Linked DNA regions of Mus musculus: all the other regions are linked to region 1. Evidence: chromatin contacts called from public HiChIP or PLAC-seq and promoter capture Hi-C data. All regions are on one chromosome and are shown on one strand. Each heading gives the region's core, a stretch centred on a gene start, on an enhancer-like site or on the middle of the called end of the contact. The rest is flanking DNA. Distances are from core to core; before and after follow the strand shown.

Region 1 (2,700 bases), core at 115-2,614:
GAGGCAGGCAGATCTCTGTGAGTTCAAGGCCAGCCTGGTCTACAGATGGAATTCCGGGACAGCCAGGGCTACACAGCAAAACCCTGACTTAAAACAAAACAAACAATTACAGAAAAAACCAACGAGGAAAGCTGTTGCATTACATTAACTATGCCACTGTCCTCTGTCTCTTCCTGAGCTCTTATGGCCAGCACATTACTTGGCTGTGGTAGGGGCTTAAGGAATGTGTTGGAAGTAGCTTGTCTGAATCTCTGCTCTTTAAGAATACTCTTGGTCTCCACCCTCTTGAAACCTGAAACCCTCTCCTTTGGCCCCGAGTGCACTACTACCCTGGTTCTTTCCCCATGAGTAATTTCCATCCCCCTTTCTATTCTTAGTATCTTCTCTGGCTTTCTTCTAGCTCTGCTCTCTTTTAACAAGTGAGTAATTTCCTGACTTCGTGTTCAGCCTCACAGAAGTAAATCCTAAATCTGTACCTCTGGGTTCTGACCCACTCGGCATCCGGATCCATGTACTGAGATTCCTTGATGGGTTTCCGTGGAAACCCGGCTTCCTTAAAGTAAATCGATGTTTTCTTTTGTCTGTCAACACTAAAGTTTAGAATACTAACTTCCTTTACTTTAGTTTTAAGGTGTTAATTTAAGACGTTTAACTGGGCTGGTGAGATGGCTCAGCAGGAAAAGATGCTTGCTCCCAAGCCCGACGACCCAAACTCAGTCCCTGAGATCCACATGGTGGAAAGAGTGAACCTAATCCTGCAGATTTTCCTCTGACTTCCACACATGTGCTCTGGTATGCACGCCCACATATCTACACAAAATACACAAATGTGATTTCTAAAAATGTTTAACTGCACCTCTGTTGTAAATATAACATACCAAGACCTATAGTATGAAAAAATGTTATAACTAATAATTCTTCATCTAAAGATAGTAGTTATATTGATAAAGAGGTTAACTTTTGTATAATGTTTGTCTTAATTATCAAAAAGTTATGGTGGACCTCCTTACTTTCTTACCCACATCTCTAATTTCTGTTTATCCAAAGGCCTAGAGTTTAGAAGGTAAAGGCTACATGTTAAATATTTCTTTGATTTCCCTTCTTGATCCACAATCAATACCCTGTTTCCTACCCTGTGTGTAGAAAACCCGCTGAGTGGTTAGAGAATAACTTACCTCCATGAAACTTGGTCATTAGGCCACCAGGGGGCAGAGTCAGGCAACTTGGCTTTGCTCAGTGAGCCCAGGATGGCTGCAGACCAAGAGTTCTGGGCCTGTTAGTATGCTAGGAATGGACTCAGAGCCCATGAGAGGAGGAGGGAGAAGAGAGTTCAGGAGCTGAAGAAGACAGACAAGGCCAAAGCTAGAGATCCAGCAGGTTCCGTGACAGTTTGTCAGTTGCTTTGATGATATTCGCGTCTGAGATAGACAAACTCTGATTGGATTGGAATGACCTGCCAACCCCTTTTATTATTTTATTTGGGATGGGATTCTTTTAAACTTCAGGTGGTAATCTAATTTTTAAATGTTTAATCTTGAGTTATGTGTGAGTATGTTTGTGCTCGAGTGTGTGTCATGTATGGAGGTGCCCACAGAGGCCAGAGAGGTGGATCAAATTCCCTGGAGCTGGAGTTACAAGTAGTTGTGAACTACCTGATGTGAGTACTGGGAGCCAAACTCTGGTCCTCTGTAAGCACCATAAATACTCTTAATGGCTGAGCCATCTCTCCAGCCCTGGTAATGTAATTTTAAGGTTTTCAGATCTCACTTGGGAATGAGGCTGCTCGAGGGAAGAGAGAACAAACAGCAGCATCAGCTGTACCCCTGACTGGAGCGGCTTCTCTTTATCCTAGCTGGACCCGTCACCTCCAGACACAGAGCCTTTCAGGGGTAGCTGTTTGGCTCTCCCTGTCTTCTTGGCATCTCCTGAAGCAGACCTGATCAAGTAGCAGGGTCTGGAGCTGGACCCTAAGGCAGCAGGGAAAGATGCTGTTCACACAGCTTTCTCTAAAAGTCTAAGTAAGCACTTTTAGCTTAGACGCTCGTCCCTAGACCATGCTCAAGTCTGGGAGCCCGCGGGTTTGATGTTTTGCTTACAGTAATTCTAACTCAGTATATTGCCTTGAGTGGTTAGTGTCTGCCTGCTATCCAGCCTTAGCATGGACAACAGCATGCCAGAGTTAGAGACTGCCCACAAATGCCTTGCTTCTCTGGCTTTGCACAGGCTGCCCCTCCTGCCAAGAGAGTTGCTGAGAAGTCAGAGCAGGCTGTGTGCAGCAGCAGCACCTGGCAGATGTTTCTATCACTGCTCTGGGTATACTACATTCTTCCTTTCATTAAACCGATTTGTCTTCAGATCTCTTTCCCAAGAAACCGCAAGCTTCTTGTGAGAAAGAACTGTCTTCTTAGCCCCCAGGCCTTCCATGCTATCACTCTGTAGTAAACACTGGCTTAGTGAGAGAGTTCGAGGGGCCCTGTGAATGATCTGCACACCCTCCTTCTGTCTGCTTGTTTTCTTAGATTTCAGGGTTATTGTCGTTGTTTGTGTTTGTTGTTTGGTTGATTGGTTTGGGTGGGTTTTGTTGTTATTTTGTATTTGTTTTGGATTTTGGTTTTCAAGACAGAGTTTCTCTACATAGCCTACATTCTGGCTGTCCTAGAACTCACTATGTAGACTAAGCTGGCTTCAAACTCACAGAGA
Region 2 (2,700 bases), core at 40-2,539, 600 kb before region 1:
GTAGTTCAAGAAAGTGTTAAACCCAAGAAGCTAAGTTGCCTAACAAGTAATCAACACCCTTTCTGCTAACAGGGTATCTATCTAAATTGAGGTCCATTCATCTGAATGAAAGAAAAAAAAAATCTTCACCTTCCACTGATGTCTACTTGAAATTTAACATTCTCTTCAAGGACTGTGTAGGCAGCTGGCCACAGCAATATTAGCAGTATTTATGATGTTTTAGAAATGTGTTTACAGGTAGTGCCTATATCTTGAATTCTATATTCTGAGCTATTCAAAATTATAATAGTTATTTGCTTTTTAAATTTATATGGCATTCTTTTAAATACTTTAGTGGCTGTTTTCTTTCATCATAGCCTGCCTTAAATTTTATGTTTTTAAAAGTCTCTTGAGAGATAGATGGCTCAGTGGTTAAGAGCTCTTACGGAGGGCTTACTTCCAGAGGAATTGAGTTCAGTTCCCAGCACCCAGATGAAAGCTTATAACCCCAGTTCCAGGGCATTAGGCATACATGCAAACGAACTAACTATACACATGAAATAAAATAATAAAGTTTAAAGCAAAAAGGGAAATCTTCTAAGAAAGAGTCCTTAGTTTTCCCCCAAACTCAGAACTGTCAGAGGTAGCTGCAGGTTTTAAAAAAAAAAAAAAAGGATCAGAAAGCTGTGTTTACAGAGGAGAGGTTTACAGCCTGTGCAAACTCTCTGACTCAGCTTCAGTCTGTGAGCCCTAGAAGCTGGGGTGGCTCTCGGAGAAGTAAGTAAAAGTAAGGTGAAAAGTTTCACCAAAGAGCCTTTTCTCCCTTGTACTAATTGCCAATCAGCCTGGCCTGTGCTTCTCCGCTGACCACCTCCCACCCCCAGCGCCCTGGGTACCTCCCCAGATCAATGCCAGTCTCAACCCACCCGGCAGGCAGGGCAAGGTGCTGAGTGACAGACAACAAGTGGAACTAACGTTTCTGAAATTCCCACGCACCGAGACCACACGTCCAAGCTGTGTGGGTGGAGAGGGTGCCAGGGCCATCCTCTCTGCATCGCTGAGGCTGGGCCACTAAGGAGAAAGCATTGAAGTCCACCGAGTCCCAGACCAAAGGGGAGTCTGTCAGGGGTTGGAAAAGAAGAAGGGCGGCCGGGAGCGCGGAGACAGAACCGAGGTGGGCGACAGCGAGCGGCTATAGGAGGGTAACAGCGTCGTGGGGTGCGTCTTACCGGGCTGAGCGACACCGTGGGCCCCAGCGCTGGCGCAGCAGAAACTACTGTGGCGCTGGAGCGCTGGCCTCGCATAGCCCCGCCTGGCCGCCGGGGCGGGGAGGCAAAGGCCAGGGGCGGGGACAGCCACCACCCCCACACCCCCAACCTCCGGAGGAGGAAAGGCCGCCAGGGCGCTACCCAACAACAAACCCGGAGGGGAATGCGCACCTTGGAGCAGGCACGGACACCGGAGGCATGGGTGGTATGGGTGATCCTTGCTCCCCATGTCCTGCGACTGTCCCCACGCAGCCTAGACGCTTTTCTTACGCCTGGGGTGCAGACAAGGCCACCTCTACTCAGAACCGCGCGGCACCTTCCCCTGGAACCTGCTGGCTCCTAGGAGTTGTTCTTTTGGTGCCTGACAAGTCACTGTTCTGCCCCTTCTAAGGACTGACTGTTTGAAGGCACAAGCCAGAGACCGCGGCTTCATGTGTTAAAACAAATACAGTTCCTAAAAGTTGCTAAGGCCTCAACTTAAAAAAAAAAAAAAAAAAAAAAAACCTCAAAGAACACGCAAATGCCACCAACTTTTTTTTTAAGCATAACTAAGTTTCTTTCGCACTTGTTTGATTATATGCATTTTAATAGTTTTTGAGTCACTTCTTTCAAACTGTCTTCACTCTGAAGGATCTATAGAAAAATTGCTTGGTCGCAAACAGGGACTACGGGTTTGATGGTAAGCCTGGTGGCACTTGCTGGCACCTGCACCTGCAACACTGCCTCCCTAGTAATTTTCCGTGACTTTGTGCAGCAACAGGTAAGTCTGGTAAAGAACTTGGAAACAAAACCAAATGTGATCTGTATTTACTGATAAAGCTATTGCTGGAAACAGCGTATTAAGACTATGTAAAAATAATCCTTAATGTCTGCCATACTCTAAACTAAAACTGAATTTATTTTATCAATAAAATGTTTCACATACTTGAGAGTTGAGGCAAGGGGCGGGGCACCAGAAAAAAATGTTCAGGCCTCAGGACAGTTAATTGTTGTATAGTACTGAACATAACCCTGATTTCCACCCTCTAAGTGCCAACAATTGTAGCCCAAAGTTTTGACAAAAGCAAAACTCTACACACATATTTCCAAAGCAATTCGTACTATTCTTCATCTCTCCTTCCTCTCCATCCTCATTAAGAAGTCCTGGTTCCTGTGAATGAATCAAGGGCAGTCTGTTTGCAGGGTGTTTGGAGGTCTATGGCTGGAGAATCGAGTTGGAAGCCGTGTCCTGAATAGTTCCCACACGCTGGGGCATCTATGTATCGTTCTATTACCCCACTGAAGTCCCTTCTTTCCATCAGTGTCTTGCCCATCAGACATTAAGACTGAGAAGTTACTCCATTGGCATTCCCCTTTTTCTTTCTATAATATTTTATTTACTTATTTAGTGTGCATGTGTGCACGTGTACATGTGTGTCATGAGGCACAGGTGGAAGTTAGAGGTCAACTTCCC
Region 3 (2,700 bases), core at 165-2,664, 700 kb after region 1:
CATGTGGTAGTTATTAGAAACACTATGGCAGTAGAGGAATCACACACACAATATAAGAGCCTGCATTTGAACATTAGGTACTTCTTTATACTGATTGTTCACACAGTTTCATCAAGGTCCAACATAGAAACTGACAATAAAATAGAATATATAATGCATTTGATCTGAGATGAAACTGAAGAAAAAAAAAAAACAGCAAAACAGAACACTTTATTTCAGTCAGTCAGTCAGTCCAGAATGTCTAAAAAAGCACATTATCAGTTGGTTAGGGCAATAAGAGCCTCCACCACATTGCCCATGTGTTCCCTCAAGCTCCTTTCTGCTGCTGCTCGAGAGATCTCCATTTCCGTCATCTGCAAAAGGGAAAATCACGTCACCAAAGCCTCTTCTCCACTTGTTTCAGGAGCCCAAATTAGGTAGCACTTCTCTTGTGAATCCATTAAAAAATTAATACTCACTATCAACTCCAGATCTTCCTTCTTGATAGTGACCTTCGCCAGTTCCTTCTCCCTGTAAATATTTATACATTTCTTTTCATTCTCTGCCTCTGCTATAAACTCCCAGAAGGAACACTCCCAGCTACTCACTGAAAATGGGTGGAACAAGGTTTACTGAAAATAGCAAATAAACGCGCCAACTCTTTCCCCTGGAGGTTTTACAGTAAGGTATCCTGGAATCTTTCCTTCCACTAACAAAGTTGTAATCCCTAGATCTGTAGAAATTGGTTAAAGACGTAAACTTTTTTTTCCCCTGGAGAACGAGGACCTACCGGTAGTGCTGGTGGTGTGCTTTAAACTTACCGCTCTTGTTTGGCCTTTTGTTCCCTGGACCGTCTGTCTCCAATGACGGACATAGCCTGTAGAAAACACGAGTCAAGTTATCTACCACCGTGCCACGCAAATTTTCTGATCTAAAACGCAATACCAAAAATAAAAACCACGTGGTTTTCAGGTATTCACAACTACGAGTGTTCTCAGGACCAAAGGACTACGCCTAATTTCGTGCACATGAGATCTATTTAGGCCCAATCTCTATCGAATTCTTAAGCAAACAGCAGACTGGGTGGGTGCTGTCGCTTAGCCCCACCCTACTGCCAAATCCCACCATTGCTATCAGCCTTCCCGGAGCCCCAGTGAGCAGCAAACCGGTCAGTCTCACCTCTCTCCCGCCCCTCTCTCAACCCCTCATACAAGCTCCCAGCCAACTTCACCGTTTCAAGATTCGAACTCTGGATCTCCTTCTCCTCCGCATAGTCAGTAACCCGCTCTAGGTCAGCAGCACCACTGTCATGTTTCCTTGGCTTCTCGGGAGGCCGCTCCGGGCCGCTGGTCTCGGTCTCTAACTCCAACTCCACGTCTCCCTCGGTCGCCATTTCGATCTCACCGCGCCGCCGCATAGGCTGCCGCTTCACAACTTCCGGCAACCCTCACAGCTTCCGCCCAGATAAGGGGCGGGGTAGGCGTGGACCACACCTTTGTGCCTGTCTTGAGAAGCTTCAGCTAGCAAAGAGGTTCGCTTTTGACTTCCTCTCCAGCTTGTTTTCTGCAGTCTCCTTCGACTATCTGTTCACTACCCACACCACCAAGGCACATTGTTCCTAAGAGCAATCCTTTCACACATAGAGACACACACATGGAATTCTGTCCAATCAAGGTGGCTAATCCTAAACCAATTAAAAAACCTAATCCCTAGACCTGATAGGCCAACTGCTCCTAATCTCAGAATAACAGTCCGAATGATCCCGAATAGGAAGCCCGGCGAAGGCATCTTCACAAGACTATTTGCATCTATCTACCACTTCCTGGTAACCTGTATTCATTTTATGACATGTCTATGCTGCCTTAAGACGAATGATTAGGCCAGCAAAGCGACTGTCCAATGGGCGAAAATCCCGAGAAGCTGCTGTTTCTCGTCAGTTTTTCCAATACTGGATCTACATCTAACAAAAATGATGGGTGCAAAAGTTGTCACCGGCCGGAGCACCACCCAGGGTCTTGCACAGCAGCACGGTGGAGTCAGTAATGTAGTGGAAACCCCCTTCAATCAGGTGAGACATTTGGGAAGAGATAGCTAAAAAGCTAGGAGTTGGGATGAGAAACCTGGTTCTTTGCCTGGGTAATAGGTAAACATCTCATTCCACATTCCCAGCCATAGATCATTAGGAAAAAGTTAAGTGGTTCAAGAATACACCAAAGTTTAAAGTTCTTGCAATGAAAACCTTACTAGTGCTTTGTGGAAGGTAATCCTAAGAGGCTCATAACCAGACAGAAGGATGGAGGGTTTGGGAATTTGACCATTGGTTAACCCCACACCCTTTGAAAAACTCTGCATTGCTTCTATCCCCAGGCATCCTGCTGTGGACCTGTTTCTTGGACCAGTGGCTGCCACTCTCTGACAGAGTCTAGGTGTAGCCGCCTGCTCTACATCCTCCTCCACGTGGGAGCCTCAGCAATCTGCTGCCTCCTGCTTTCGAAGACAGTGGTAGAAAGGGTCTGGGGCAAAGCACATGGGGTAAGTCGGCAAGGGTTGCAATGTGAGGGAAAAAAAAAAACCTTTAAGATTTGGGACAGGGAGCAAAGGAGTCAACCTACCAGTAAAAAGTTGAGACTGTCCATAGATTGTGGCTGGCCCTGACTTTTCTCACAACCAACTCCCTGCAGATCCAGATGCCCTCAGTGCTATGTGCCCACCTGTTTGGCA
Region 4 (2,700 bases), core at 149-2,648, 540 kb before region 1:
GCTTTGTCGTCTCATCACTTTCTCGAGAATCCAGTGAGACACGAGTGAAAGAACAGAACGCACAAAGGCAGTCCTCCTCAGCACAGCGCGCTGGAAATGTCCCCAAACAACCCATCCTTTTATTTCAACTATTCTTGAAACATTCACATCCCTCCTACCTTGAGGCTGCATTTAAGAGACTCCGATGACACTCCTGAAACATTGTAGGCAGTTAAATGGGACATTAAAAACAACAGAACAATCTACTCCTAAGATATTTGGAGCCGAGGAATGTAATGGCTCGTAAGCTGTCTCCCTTTGGCTATTACCATCGTGTCCTGATTGATGAAATTCTAGGCAATAGCCTTCCCTTCCTGATCTCGGGACCATGGAGGGTCTAATTTGCTTTCATGACTGCAGCTCTGGGGGAAAACTTAGGACTGAGGGATCACTCTGGAATACAGAAGTAGCCAGGGCTTTCTTTTCGCACCGGATTCTAAGGTGTCAACAGAATCGTTAAAATTGCCTCGTGTGATTTTTTTCATTGTATTTTTGTGACCTGAAATTTTGGTAAGATATAAAAACTTTTTAAAATATTGTCTTTGTAAACCCTGGGGAAGTAGGAGCTTGCAGGACACCACAGGCAAGATGCAGGTGTAGCCCCGTGTCTAACTTGCATGAGCCCCTGGATTAGATCCTAAGGATCTCAAAAGGAAAGAAAGGTGGAAGCCAAGGATTTACACTTTAAAATGAATTCTACCAACAGTGTTGCCTTTAATCTTGCTTCTTGAGGACATTTGAGAATGTGATGAAACATAGGGAAAGTAAGCTCACACAATTGTGCCCAAGGAGCGTAGCAGTGAACACAGAAGGAAGACACATATTTGCTGAGAAACAGGAAACTTTAAAGCAAGCCATAGAACTACTGACCATCCTAGTCTTGTCCTAGCCTTTTGACCAAGATAATCGGCAATTTTTTGCCGATTGGGTAGAAGAAAAGCTACCAGGATTCCCACTTGGTAAGAAAGCACTAAAGGACATTTTCCACGGACCATCCATAACCAAGATCGGACCTGAGATTCCCGAGACCCATCTCCAGTGGAGGGAATTCAGAGCAGTGACACCCAGCTCCGGGGGGACCTTCCCGCGGCACACCCGGGGGCTCAGAGCGCACAAGACCTCAGAGCCCGAGAGGCGGGGCCGGGAGGGCGGGGGCAGGGGGCGACGCGCGACCACGCCCCCTCGGCGCGCCCCCAAGCGGCGGCCTGCGTGCCCGCGCCGACCCCTCCCCTCGCGCCTCGCGGGCGCACGCGCCGCCTCGTTCAGGGGCCGGAGGAGGCCGGGCCTGTCAGACCCCGCGGCCGGCCTCCCAGCGGCACGGGGCGGGCGGGTGCAGTGGCTGGGGCTCGGCCTCGGTCCCTGGCCCGGGTCGCAGTAGCGCGAGCTCCGGGCGGGGATGCGCGGCGGCGTCGGCCCGCAGGTAGCCGAGCACCGCCGAGTCCGGAGCTGGCGCGCGGCCGGGGCGCGGCGACAGGAGCGGGGTCTCGTTCTCCTCACGATGGGCAGGGACGCGCCGCGCTGCCCTGAGGAGCCCGAGCGCCGGTGAAGGCGGAGTCGCCGGCCGCCCCTCCGCTGCCATGGCCGGCCCCGGCGCGTGGAAGCGCCTCAAATCCCTGCTGAGGAAAGACGACACGCCGCTGTTCTTAAATGACACCAGCGCCTTCGACTTCTCGGACGAGGTGAGCGACGAGGGGCTTTCGCGCTTTAATAAACTTCGAGTCGTGGTGGCCGACGATGACTCGGAAGCCCCGGAAAGGCCTGTGAACGGGGCGCACCCGGCCCTCCAGGCCGACGATGACTCCTTATTGGACCAGGACTTACCTTTAACCAACAGTCAGCTGAGTTTGAAAATGGACCCCTGTGACAACTGCAGCAAGCGACGCGAGTTGCTGAAGCAGAGGAAGGTGAAGACCAGGCTGACCATCGCTGCCGTCCTCTACTTGCTTTTCATGATCGGAGAGCTTGTAGGTGAGTTGTGTCGCCGACTCGCTTGCCTTTGACTTTGTCCAGCTGTTAGCTACGCCGGAGTTGAGGTGGAAACTTTGTTTTCAGGAAGTTTGCTGAGTATCTAGACTTTCGTGGGTCCATAGGAAAGGGACACGGGATTCCAAAGTGCGGTTCCCGTGAGCGCCCACTGAGAGCTTGCAGGTATATCTTGTAACTCCCATAAACAGTGCCTTTTACTGTAGGGTTTAGGGTGTTATCTTGACTGTATATCATGTAACTTCTCCTTTTACAGATTCTGATAAAATGCCAGGTTTATCTTTCAACGTCTAAAATAATTCTGACATGGATTAGAATCAGAATTTTATAGTACTAAGGGATGTTACTGAACACCATTCTGTTTTCTCACACAGAAGTTCTGAAGGGATTAGATTATGAGGAATCTTATTGGGAAAAGAGAGAGCCATCCACAGTACCAGACTTTCCTCTCTGTCTACATTTTGGTTATTTGATGCTTATTTATGCCGCTTCCTTTTGAGCTTATAGCCAAGGGCTTTACAAAACTCTATACAGCCAACTAATTAAAAGTTCATTATTAAAAGGAGTATCTACAGTTTGCTAGAGGTCTCCCCGGCAGCTGCAGAAGCTAGGGTTTTTTTTTTTCTCCTTTTTTAACTGATTTCAGATAATTTCTCACTCTAAGGTTCTTGCTTTAGA
Region 5 (2,700 bases), core at 93-2,592, 870 kb after region 1:
GTGTAAATAGCTGTGGAGCCATCAAAAGTCCCTCCCTTTTTACCTACCCAATCCTCCCATAAGGCCAGTTCTGGCCTGGATACTGGACCCAAAGGACTGAGACAAATAACCCTAGTCCTAACCTTTGACCTCTGAGGAGAAGTGAGCTAGGTGCCGGGTAATGAAGAGTCTCAACTGTTGGTTCAAGTCAAAGGATGATAAGTCAATATTCCAGGAGAGAATCCCTGTAAAAGAAAAGGGGGAAAAAAAATAAGAGGGTTCTAGTCAAAGTCACCCACAGAAAGCATTGCCAAGCTCCTGGGAGAGGAAAGAAATGGGAGGTGATGCCTCCAAGAAGGATAGCTAGTACCTGCTTTTTCCCCTTTCCAGAGGGCAAAGAGCAGAGTTTAGAATGGGCTTACTAATAAATGAGCTTGGAGTTTTTGTTTTTCAAGGCAAAACAGTTACGGTAGAAGTGACACGCAAGGGTCTATTTCCATATACTGTAGGTTTCCATAATGATCCCTCTTGCTAAATCAGATTCTAGATTCTCCTATGCCCCCTCCCTTGCCTCCATCCCCTGCTTCCACCCGCAGGTGGCTCCGCAGCACTGCGCCACAGGCACGGCTGAGGGAGGTGAGCTGCAGAGCCACGAAGGTCACTCTCTAAACTTGGCTGCCAGCATTCAGAGATTTGAGATGTGTACCTCGCGTTCAAAAACCTCCCCTAAAGAAGAAATTGTAAGGTAGGGACATGGACTTTTCAGGGTCTGATGAGGACTTTCGGATATATGGTCCAGTGGCTTCGGGAAAGGGGTGTGACCAGAGGGACCCCAGGGTCTCCACGGAGCTTCTCCTGCTCCTGCTCCGGGACACTGCGGAACAGAATGGGGTATGCAGAAAGGATGGGCAAGCAAGGTGTTGGCAGCTCGAGAGGACAGAGGCACATTCATGGAAGATGCAGGTGACAGGGTCGCAGGTTTCGGGAAGTGCACATAGAGATAGAGGAGACAGAAATGTGCACTGGGAGATGAATGCAGATGGCGGAGAGGCATGGATGGAGTACTGCGTAAAAGCCAGGAGAGCGGCTCACCTTGTTCAAGGTGGGCCCGCACGGCCCTCAGCTGACTCTCTGTACCGATATCGCCGATCACGATGAGCAAGGAGTATTTCCGCAGGTCCCAGCGCGCTGCCGCTACCGCGGCACCGGCCTCGCAAAGAGGCTCCGCCGGGTTCTGAGCTGGCGGTGCACCGAGGCTCTGGAGCCCCAGCTCCGGAGTTGTCTCCATGGCAACGCTGCCAGGCCGCGCGGTCCCGGCTTCGGTCGCCATGGAAACTCCCGCGGAGTGTTAGGCTAGCTGCGTCCGCTGCGGGGAGAGTGCGCGCGGTTCTTAAAGGCCGGCGGCAGGAGCCGTTCATTGGTCACTGCCTTCTAGGGGCGGGGCTGAAGCGCCGCAGGGGCGGGGCGGGGATGCGGTGGTTGTGCCGCTATGGGTGGTGGCTGCAGTCATCCACCTGCAGTTTTCCTGACCAAGTGCCCCTCTCCGACTTGAGCCAGGGTAAGGGTTCTGCGAGACCCAGCCGAGGGCGGAGTCCAAGGCGCGAGAACAACATCCATCTAGTTAGGCTGTGTCTGCGTTGAGCACAGTGTGGGAGGCAGTTCCGCAGCTTCTCTCGAACCTTGGGGAGCCATCTTGCCCTTCGCTGTCTCGGGGTTTCTATCGTGGTCTCCATCTGGCAATTATCGTTGTCTCTATTTTTCCCCCCGCCTCGCTGCATGCCAGGGTCTAGGTTACCAACCTGGGTTTCCCCGTCCTTGCCCCGAGCTCCGGGCGTGGTCAATCAGGCTGCGCAGTATTGGAGGGGACAGGATGACCTTCCTACCCTGAGTCCCTGGAGAGTAGTTATTCCAAGGATAGTGGTTGGCTAGTCTCCATATTTGCTGAGTGCAATGAGCTCAGACTGCAGCAAAGAGTATTTGAGTAAAACCCAGGAAAGACTTCCCAGCTACTAGGGATGTGACACAGTGGATAAATTTAGGAGACCATGTAATTACTGTACAGAACTGAATTAATATTCTCTGTCTTTCCCTCTCCTTCTCTCCATCCCTTCCTTTCCTTCCTCTCCCCTTCTCTTGCTGAACCCCCAACTCCCCATTCTTCAAAGACTCTCCACCACTACAGCTGATCTTACCCTGAGTCATTCTGTTGTGTGCATCAGAGAGAAGGCCTGTGTTTAGGCTCCAGTTATACTTGCTTTTTCTTCCATTTACCTTGCACTTTGGAGATGGTAGAAGAGAAGAAAGGCTACGGAGATGATTCAGTTGGTAAAGTACTTCCCTGGCAAGCAAGTGTTCAGGTTCTCAGAACTGTAAAAAAAAGCCAGGCACAGCGGTGAGCACTTGGAATCGCAGAGATGGTAACTAGGAGGGAGAGACAGATGAATCTCTGGAAGCTCGCAGGCCAGCTATACCATTGAGAGACCCTGGTATCTATAGTACAAAGAAGAAAAGGGTGTCTGAGGGACACCACTCCAGGTTGTCCTCTTGCACTCACATGTGCACACATGAAATCCTACTCCTTAAAAGGATAGAAAAGAGGTAATAGCTGATACCTCAAGCCTGCCAGTGAACCACGTTCTGACTGTTAAGTACCTCACAGAAATCTTAGCCCTATCTTGAAACATACTATACCTAACCATCCAGTCCATACTGTAAGTACTT

The links. Promoter capture Hi-C pulls out the DNA fragments that hold promoters and counts their contacts. HiChIP or PLAC-seq counts read pairs in DNA pulled down with a chosen protein or histone mark. Capture Hi-C pulls out chosen DNA fragments and counts their contacts.
Region 2: a promoter capture Hi-C map of liver shows a contact between it and region 1. The contact joins the promoter of Sqor here to the promoter of Trim69 in region 1. A contact is called at or near these places in 9 of 39 promoter capture datasets (cranial neural crest, embryonic stem cells, hematopoietic stem and progenitor cells and 5 more), 2 of 484 Hi-C or Micro-C datasets (cerebral cortex and liver), 3 of 115 datasets of contacts at active chromatin or transcription factors (astrocytes, bone marrow-derived macrophages and embryonic stem cells) and 2 of 9 other capture datasets (adipose tissue and liver).
Region 3: a contact with region 1 is called in a promoter capture Hi-C map of adipose tissue, with 2.5 times the contacts expected there. The contact joins the promoter of Hypk here to the promoter of Trim69 in region 1. A contact is called at or near these places in 4 of 39 promoter capture datasets (liver, neutrophils and pre-B cells), 1 of 115 datasets of contacts at active chromatin or transcription factors (bone marrow-derived macrophages) and 3 of 9 other capture datasets (adipose tissue, liver and macrophages).
Region 4: a contact with region 1 is called in an H3K4me3 HiChIP or PLAC-seq map of forebrain, with 4 times the contacts expected there. The contact joins the promoter of 4930417H01Rik here to the promoter of Trim69 in region 1. A contact is called at or near these places in 4 of 39 promoter capture datasets (the 3T3-L1 cell line, cranial neural crest, hippocampal neurons and 1 more) and 5 of 115 datasets of contacts at active chromatin or transcription factors (CD8 T cells, bone marrow-derived macrophages, forebrain and 2 more).
Region 5: a contact with region 1 is called in a promoter capture Hi-C map of pre-B cells, with 2.3 times the contacts expected there. The contact joins the promoter of Map1a here to the promoter of Trim69 in region 1. A contact is called at or near these places in 1 of 39 promoter capture datasets (pre-B cells) and 1 of 115 datasets of contacts at active chromatin or transcription factors (memory CD8 T cells).

The regions. Positions count from the first base shown.
Region 1 is chr2:122,159,372-122,162,071 of GRCm38.p6, reverse strand. Trim69 (tripartite motif-containing 69) reads right to left here and starts at 1,364. Exons shown (of 7, transcript NM_080510.3): 1 at 1,176-1,364. The coding sequence starts at 1,181. All of the region lies in intron 2 of Patl2 (protein associated with topoisomerase II homolog 2 (yeast)), which reads left to right.
Region 2 is chr2:122,763,948-122,766,647 of GRCm38.p6, reverse strand. It overlaps Sqor (sulfide quinone oxidoreductase), which reads right to left and starts at 1,289. Exons shown (of 10, transcript NM_001162503.1): 1 at 1,209-1,289.
Region 3 is chr2:121,455,802-121,458,501 of GRCm38.p6, reverse strand. Hypk (huntingtin interacting protein K) reads right to left here and starts at 1,414. Exons shown (of 4, transcript NM_026318.3): 1 at 1,211-1,414; 2 at 801-856; 3 at 459-510; 4 at 62-353. The coding sequence starts at 1,396. The coding sequence ends at 258. Serinc4 (serine incorporator 4) reads left to right here and starts at 1,738. Exons shown (of 12, transcript NM_001025371.2): 1 at 1,738-2,047; 2 at 2,347-2,511; 3 at 2,661-2,700. The coding sequence starts at 1,949.
Region 4 is chr2:122,701,337-122,704,036 of GRCm38.p6, reverse strand. It overlaps 4930417H01Rik (a long non-coding RNA gene), which reads right to left and starts at 1,398. Exons shown (of 5, transcript XR_866691.3): 1 at 1,053-1,398. Slc30a4 (solute carrier family 30 (zinc transporter), member 4) reads left to right here and starts at 1,374. Exons shown (of 7, transcript NM_011774.3): 1 at 1,374-2,007. The coding sequence starts at 1,617.
Region 5 is chr2:121,288,244-121,290,943 of GRCm38.p6, reverse strand. Map1a (microtubule-associated protein 1 A) reads right to left here and starts at 1,342. Exons shown (of 7, transcript NM_032393.2): 1 at 1,072-1,342; 2 at 123-224. The coding sequence starts at 1,309. It also overlaps a transcript of Trp53bp1 not described here.